Linked DNA regions of Ovis aries: region 1 is linked to region 2. A link is a contact called in public Hi-C data. All regions are on one chromosome and are shown on one strand. The core of a region is the stretch at or near the end of the contact, and the rest is flanking DNA. Distances in the headings are between cores, read along the strand shown.

What was found. A called contact is a pair of places that touch in the nucleus more often than the background predicts.
Region 1: a contact with region 2 is called in a Hi-C map of muscle, with 4 times the contacts expected there. The contact joins the promoter of SSBP3 here to the promoter of TMEM59 in region 2. A contact is called at or near these places in 2 of 16 Hi-C or Micro-C datasets (muscle and retroperitoneal adipose tissue).

The regions. Positions count from the first base shown.
Region 1 is chr1:28,907,608-28,911,632 of ARS-UI_Ramb_v3.0, reverse strand. SSBP3 (single stranded DNA binding protein 3) reads left to right here and starts at 1,839. Exons shown (of 16, transcript XM_042248427.1): 1 at 1,839-2,336; 2 at 3,336-3,408; 3 at 3,631-3,692. The coding sequence starts at 2,281.
Region 2 is chr1:28,577,350-28,581,347 of ARS-UI_Ramb_v3.0, reverse strand. TMEM59 (transmembrane protein 59) reads left to right here and starts at 1,708. Exons shown (of 8, transcript XM_012149705.4): 1 at 1,708-1,909. The coding sequence starts at 1,721. TCEANC2 (transcription elongation factor A N-terminal and central domain containing 2) reads right to left here and starts at 1,308. Exons shown (of 5, transcript XM_012149815.5): 1 at 1,195-1,308; 2 at 464-606. The coding sequence starts at 565.

The DNA.
Region 1 (4,025 bases), core at 590-3,089, 330 kb before region 2:
AAAATAACTGTAATTATTTCCTTCTCTCCCCTATCGTTGTATTTCAAGTCCCTCCCAACCTCCATGCTTCCCTCATTCACAAAACAACCTTTAAACTAGGAGCTAGCACACAGACAACCAGAGACTAGGAGTGTTTTCTTTTTTCTACCTCCTTTCCCTGCAAGCTCTAGGTCCCAGCAGAGAACAGAGTGCGTCCAGAGTCATTGGTAGGGCCTGGCTGTATTCTAATTTAGGGAAGCTGTTACACTGAGTAGAACATTATTCCAAAAATGCACCCAGAGTCTCCTTCCTGAACCAATGCCGTCTATTTGCTGCAGGGGCATTTCTTTTTAAAGCCCCTTCTTCTCTCATCGACAAATCAAAATAAGCAAACTTTAATGGTAGTGAATTATCCCTTATTTTGTTGAATCTAGTTCTGAGTTTTCCTACTTGAAACATGTTTTCCCCAGGACACTGACCTATCCTTTAATTGTTTGGTGCGAGGCATGTTAGGGGGAGGGGCGTTACTTGTTTATTGGAACAGCGCAGTTAAAAAAAAAAAAATCAACCTAGGCTAACAGTTTCAAGGCTCCCCTAAAGATGTATCCAAACAGGCAGCCAATCAGCGCTTACACAGCTTTTTCTGCTTGACTCTTTTAAAGAGACAGTGTTTTATCACATTTAAAGAGAACCGCGCTCTAAAAACAGTCTGAAAATGGGGGAGTCTTGCCCTGTTTGGTTGGTTTCTCGTCATAAGAGTGTCTAATGAGGGACACTCAGTGTGTCCTCGGGTTCTCGGCGTGGGCAAAAAGGAGTCAGGAGCAAATAGCTGGGTCACTCTGCCAGCCCCCTTCAATTTCCCATTGTACACCTGGGTCACTGACAATGGAAGCTTCCCCTCCCCCCACGGCTGGCTCTCGTACCCCACTCCCCAATTTAGCTCCATTTATTTGAAGTTTGCAGATTTCTGTGACGCGTATTCCGCGCAGCGGGGCGCCCAGGTGACAGCCCCCTCTACCCTGGAATGGCACCATCTCTCCCGGAGAAGCCGAGGGGCTAACTTGCTAGGGCGGGCAGACCTTGGAAATTTGGGAGCAATCACTCTCCCTTCTCTTAGCTCAAGTCTTCAGTCCCTTCCCCCAGGTTCCCCAAAGCAGGCCAAGGGCCATTTTCGCGCGACTCCACTTTGGGGTTTTCCAAAGTATTTTAATGATCTAGTAAAGGAGCAGCCGCGCGCCTCGGCGCCGGCTCGAGCCGCCCAGCTCCCAGCGTGGAACCCCGGGCCCTGCGCTCCGAAGCCAGACTAGGCGAGAGGGAGGACCACGGGCGGGGCGGCCAAGGGTGGGGGCGAGTGGAAGTCTGGGGAGGGGGTTGGGGTCGGAGCCCACGGGAAGGGCAGGCGAGGGGGAGGGGGAGATCAGGGCTGGGCTGGCGCGGGCTGAGGCGGGGGGAGGTGAGGGGCAGATAAGGGAGAGGGACGTGGCGGGAGGGAGCCGGCGGTGCTCGGCTCAGGGGTCCGCGCCCCCTCCCCTCCGACTATGCCGCAGAGCCCCCCGCCCCCCACCCGCTCCCCAGCGGTCCACGCCGCGGAGACCGCGGGTCGGACCCCCTCTTCGCGGGTGCCAGGAGACTAGAGCTCCCCCTTCTCGATTCGCGTCCTCTCCCTACATCTAGAGAAAACAGAGGCTCGCGCCCGCGGACACCCCCAGTTCGCCCGCAGAAGCAGGGACAGCGGCTCCTCGGTGGCGGCCTCAGCGGGGACTGCCGCGGCTGGGCGCTGACAGGGCGTCCCTCCCGGGCCGCCCTGGGCCCGCCCCCGCGCGCAGATTGGCCGAGGCACCAATCAATCGCGGGACGTTGACGCCCGCCTCGATCCCTCGCCGGGGTAGCCACGTTCGGTTGAGCTCCAAGTAGACCAGCGGCGGCGGCGGCGGCAGCGGTGCAGGAGGCGCAGAGGGCGGCGCAGGCGGAGCCGGGCGGGCGGGCGCGCGAGCGAGCCAGCGGGCAGCCGGGCCGGCGGGCGAGCGGCGGCGGCGGCGGCACCGGCACTCCAGGCCGAGCCGGCGCAGGAGGAGTTCCAGGGCGATGGGGCCGCGGCCGGGGCTGACGCTTTGACAGCTGGAAAGAGCGCGGAGCCAGCGCCTGGGGGGGAGGGAGGGGAGCGCGGCGAGGAGAGCGCGAGCGAGTGTGCGAGCGAGCGCCGGGGAGGGGGCCGGGAGCGAGGGGGCAGCTCGGGAGCAGCCGGAGCGGTAGCGGCGGCGGCGGCGGCGAGGAGGCTCGGCGTCCTCTTCTCTGCAAACCATGTTTGCCAAAGGCAAAGGCTCGGCGGTGCCCTCGGACGGGCAGGCTCGGGAAAAGTAAGCCCTATTTTCCAAGTGGCGGCCGCGCCGCCGCCGGGCTGCGGGCGGGTGGTGGGAGGCAGGTGGGCGGGCGGGGGCTGCTGCGCTCCGGGCCCCGGCGCCGCCAGCCTGGCCCCTTCCCGAGGCCGCGGCGGGCGGCGTGGGAGAGCCCATTGTTGGGAGCCGGCTGAGGTTGGGGCGTCGGGGGGCGCCGCCGGGGAGGGGGCATTTGGTGGCCCCGGGGCGTGCCGGGCGCGGGGGCCCGCGGAGAGGGGTGGGCGAGGTCCTGCGAGCCAGCCGGGGCATCCGCCCCGGCCGGGGAGCTCGCGGCGGTGACCGCACTTTGCCCACCGGGCGCGAGCAGGGGGCGCGTGGCTTCTTGCAGCCCCGAAGGCTCCTTTTGTCCGCCCGCGGCTTGAGGAGTGCGTGGCGGGGGCTTTGTTCGGCCAGGAGCGCTCTGCCTTCCCTGCCCTCGGCCCCACCGCCGGCCCCGCGCCCTCCGGGGCGCCGGGCTGGGCAGGGACAGCGGCGCCGGCTTGGCCCTAGCTTGGGGGACAGTTGTTTTGGGGGGAGGTGGTGAGGGCGGCGCTTTGCTGCCCTCTCCAGAGCGCGGAGCACCCCGGAGTCCAGGACTGAGTCTCCCCGGACCCTCAAAACTGGGGAGAGGGTGGGTTGGTGGCAAGGAGTAGGTCGGGAAAAGAAGCGAGGCTCTGGGGTCGGGCGGTTTGCGAGTTTGAGAGACCTAGGTGGGTTTGGTCCCGACGCTACTTGGAAGTTCAAGTTCGGGGGCTGCTCTTCAGCCCCCGCGGCTTGAAGTAAACGCGTCTCCTGGTACCCACCCCCTAACTGCTCGCACCCTTGGCCCCAGGCAGGACCAAGCTAGCTGCTCACCTCTGGTCGGGGCCACAATGGGACAGCACGGACAGGGTTGGAAGCCGGCTGGTATGGTCCAGGAGCGAGCACCAGTGTGATCTGACGCCTTCCCTCTCTCTCTGTGCCCCCCTGCCCACTCTCCAGGTTAGCTTTATATGTCTACGAATATTTACTGCACGTAGGAGCACAGAAGTCTGCACAGACCTTCTTGTCAGAGGTGAGTGGAACTCCCCCAGTCATCCAGTTCTTGACACCCCCTCCTCCCCATCGTTCTTAAAGCCTTTGTTTTCTGGAACAGCCACTGTGGCCACCATTTTGAATTTTTATCACCTTTTGGCATTTATTGTTAGTTGGTCTTCACAGCCTTTTGGCTCCGGGAAGCCCCCAGCCCACCCCTTCCTTCTGCTGCCCTGAGCTGTCTCTGTTCTCTCCATTCTAGATTCGATGGGAAAAAAACATCACGTTGGGAGAACCGCCTGGGTTTTTGCACTCGTGGTGGTGGTAAGTTTGTGATAGTTTTGTGTGTGTGTGTGTGTGTTTTGTTCTGAGCCCCCCGGGGTCCAAGTGAACAAAGACAGGGGGTCTGGAGCAGGCTCCCTGTGCTTTAGTCCTCAGCATTGTAGAGAGCAGGGTGCCTCTGGGCCCTCAGACCAGGACTGGCAGAAAAGGGAAAGGGCAGCAGAGGTCGATGCATAAAGTTTCTGCCTCCTCTTTTCCCACTGGTGAGAACCTACTAATCATGCCTAGTGTTGCAATAGAAATGCCTTACTTTTACATCTCACTCTGAAGCAGTAAGCACGGACTTGGAAAAAACCTGAAAGGATTTTTGTCAAT
Region 2 (3,998 bases), core at 459-2,958:
ACATAAGTCAGACAGTTTGAGGCTGCAAAGAGTCCAGTTTAACAGTCTCTTTTTCAGTCTTAGATGTGGCTATGAAGGCCACGTGATACAGTTCCAGTCAATATGCTATGAGGGGTGGTATCATCATCCAATCTTACTGAGTTTGTACAGGGTACACAAATCATATTTGGTACTTGAACATTCCATTTAATAGACAAGAACATCTTGCAAAAGAAGAATAATTTCAGAGGATATATCCTACCAGTTAGTGAAACATACCACAAAGCTAAAGTAATTAGAAGGGTGTAACAAAGGTCCAGAAATTGATAGTGTATGGGGGAAACAAATTTGGAGCAGTCAGGAGCACGGTGGGGAGGAAGCACAAAAATAAGGAATTCATAGGTCTTCCACAGTAGAACTCCTCCAGACCTCCTTGCCATCCCAGTCCTTTGCACATTTTCTCCACTCCCAGATCCCCTCTCACCTTCAGAGATTCAATGGTGGCCTGCTTGTAAATCTTTCCTCCAGGATCTTTCTTCTGAGGACTATTCTGGATTCTGGGTGTTCGAATGACGAATTTATCCATTCCTAGGGGACTCCAACTACCTTCACGTGCTTTACCGTGTTCTGCTCAACAAAGAAGGCAGGTTCTAAAATGTCACCAGAACTTCAGTGATGTGTGCTCCCTAAAGTGACATAATTGGGTCCTACATACTCTGGAAGCATTCTTGAATTATTAGGACTCTTGGATGGAATTTAAAATAAGATTTCCTCTTAAAAATCTTCCTAAAAACTGAAAATTGTATACAATGACCGGTCTACTTCCTGAATTAAGAGGTACCTAGTGCACACTGTAAGGGGGCTCTTCCATCTTAGGTTGCGTTGTGGTAGGGTTAGCTTTCCCCCAGGTTCAGTGAAGCTCTCTTAACAAATACCCTACCATAGCCACAACCCCAAGTGTTCCTCTTGTAACCAATATTCAACAACCTCCTCCAGATGTCAGCAGGGTCCTCACAACAACCAGTCATCTCCAGGAAATGCTCCACGGTCAAAGGACCCTAAAGACTGTCCTGCTCTAATCCCATAGCAACGGGAACCACCACCTTCCTCTGCCTTCAGCACTCAGGAGCCCGGGAAGGGAAAGGCTAACGATGGCACGTGAGACCCACCAGGAAAAGCAGCCCTGCCAAGCAGCTGGGCCTCTCCGGCACGCACCCTCTGAGGGCCCCAAGCCTGGGCCTTATGGGGTCGGAACACCTTTCAGGGCTGGCAGTTTCTCGGTAAAAGCTCCGCCAGCCAGCTGAAGTCCAAGGCCAATCAGCGGAGGTTGGGGGGAGGGGGGACGGCTCGAACCAAACCACATTCCCCAGAATACACCGCGAATGGGCAGGCTCGGGAGCGCCTAGGGCAGCTGGTAGTTCCCCGAGACCAAGTTCCCCAACCACCGTGCGCCTCCCGCTTGAAGAGAACTACATGCCCCAGCATGCCTCGCAGAGGGAGGAGTCGTTTCGCTCTAGTACTCGCGATGTTTGGATCCACTTCCTCTCGCCAACCTAGAAGTTCGTAGACCTAGAGGTGGGGCGGGAGGCGGCAGTTTCGGACGGGTCAGGGCGGAGCTGAGAAGACTACAGAGGCGGAAGCAGCGGCCCGCGGGGCGGGGAAGGGGCTGGTCCCGGAAGGAGGAGGAAACCTTGAAAAGAAAACAGCAACAAGCTGTGCTGCTGTGACAGAGGCAAACAAAATGGCGGTGCCGAAGGGGACCCTATGGCTCAGGGCCCAACTGGGGATCCCGCCGCTGCTGCTGCTGGCCATGGCCCTGGCCGGAGGCTCGGGAACCGCTTCGGCTGAAGCGTTTGACTCGGTCTTGGGTGATACGGCGTCTTGTCACCGGGCCTGTCAGTTGACGTATCCCTTGCACACCTACCCCAAGGTAGGGCCCGTCCGAACCGGGCTACAACCCTTCCCTGGCCGCCCATCTTTCCGCTCTCCCGCACCTCTGTCGTTTCTGGGAGCCTGACTGTTGAACCCTCCCTTCAACCTTTGTCTCCCATCTCTGTGGCCCCTTTTTTCTTCCCTAATGCTACCCGCATCCCGCTCCTGCTGTAATTACCGGAAGTTTGTGCCGCACCTACCCTGTAATAGGTCGGGGACAGAAAAATAAGTAAGACACGACCTCTTTTTTCCTGAGGCTTTACGGGGAAGGGTGGGGAGGAGGATCCAGATGATTAATGCAGGTTCCTCACTTTCCATGGATGGCGGGGCGGAGGTGGGGGCAGTTGCAGATACGCCAGTCCACTGAAAGATTAGTTCTTAACCCCCTCTTCCCATAGCGCCTCTCTGGGCTGGAAGCCTGTAGTCTGTACCTGGAGTGAGACAAGTAGATAATTCCACCATAGTATGAAATGTATTAAGGAGTTGGGAGACACTCAAGAAGGGCTTTCCGCCTATGTTGAGTAACTGTGTGCTAGGTGCTGACACTGGGACTGGGATAGCTTAGAGAAAAAGCAGTTAGGTTTCTACATTCGGAGAACTTACCTTTCGGTGCAGCAGAAGACAGGGAGGGGACTAGTAGAGTGGGAAAGAAACGAGACCGGCCCTCGCCGCGGATCACATATTACGAAGAGTGTGACCCTTCCTCCCCTCCTTGTCCGCCCCTAGGTGCAGCCTTTCCTTTAATTCCATTCCACTTCTCAAGTTGTTTTTGCAGCTTGAAAACTGTTGACTGAGCATCCTAAATTGCGTGGTTTGTCCCCCACCCTTCCAAATATGTGATTTCGGTATAAGCCCCGCCCCGCACACCACTGGCTTTCTTTATAACAGCTTGTGCTGGTCTTTCTACCCTTGTTTTTACTTTGTCTTCCCTATAATATGTGCTTAACCAAGTGGCTAGGCCTCTTTGCTCTCTCAAACTACAAAGTGACTAGGAGGAGACGTTTAGGATGTTTCTTATTGGCAAGTGCTTTCAGGCTTTTGAAATGAAAAGTTCTAGATGCTGTTTCTGCCCATATGTCTGTTTACTGCTGGGTTTTACATTGCTTGAGGATTATCAATCTTCCAGAAAAAGTGTGGGAGAGGGGATTATCAAGTTATCAGAGACAAATATATTATTAGCAATCAAGAGAGAAAAATGGGGAATTCTGACTTCTAACCTTTTAAATCAATGTGTACTGCTCCTGAATACATTATTTTCTTCTCTTTTTATAAACCACTCGTAAGTAAGAGGATTGTATGAGGAAATTAATAGTGATTTGACCTGGAATTGGGCAGATATTTATTTTGTATCTTTTTAGTGTTTAGATGTACTGGCCTTCCCTCCCACCCACCCTCGCCCTTTTTTTTGAGATTTTCCTAGCATATTTGTAGTTACTTGAGTACATATGCTGGAGAATAAGCAATTTAAAAGGCTAGACATTTCTGGAACCTCTGAATACTTTTATAATATCCACTACTTTCTAACAATTGATGTGATATCTATAAATCTTTCTTTTTCAGTAAAGCTATTCTTCCTAGGAACTCTAAATCACCTGGTTTCCTGTCCTGGACTTAAAGTTTACAAACTGCCTGCTGTCTTATTAGCCAGTATGATGGGAGATTTACCTCCGTTATCCCTAATTCTCACCCTGCCAAGTTGGGCTTGTCAGCTGAGGAAATCAAGGCTCTGACATGTTCAGTGACTTGACCTAGGTCACATAGCCAAGAAGTAGTGGAGTAGCAGGAATTCAATCCTAAAACTGGCTACACTGTACTGCTTTCTATTAATAAAGTTGTAGATTAAAAATATTTAATTATTTCACTGATGTCCTTTGGTCCTCCATCAAATTATTGTGCTTTATGGTTTGGAAAAAAGCAGTGGGTGTTATTATTTAAATGTACAAGCTCCTAAAGCCTCTCTTGGTCTGGTATTTGTGACTGGCAAATAGAAATCTCATTTTAGTGACTCTTTTTCAAAATTATTTGTTGCAAGAAAGCATGGTACTTTACTTGTTTGTAGTAGGTACTTAAAAATTATCATATTTCAC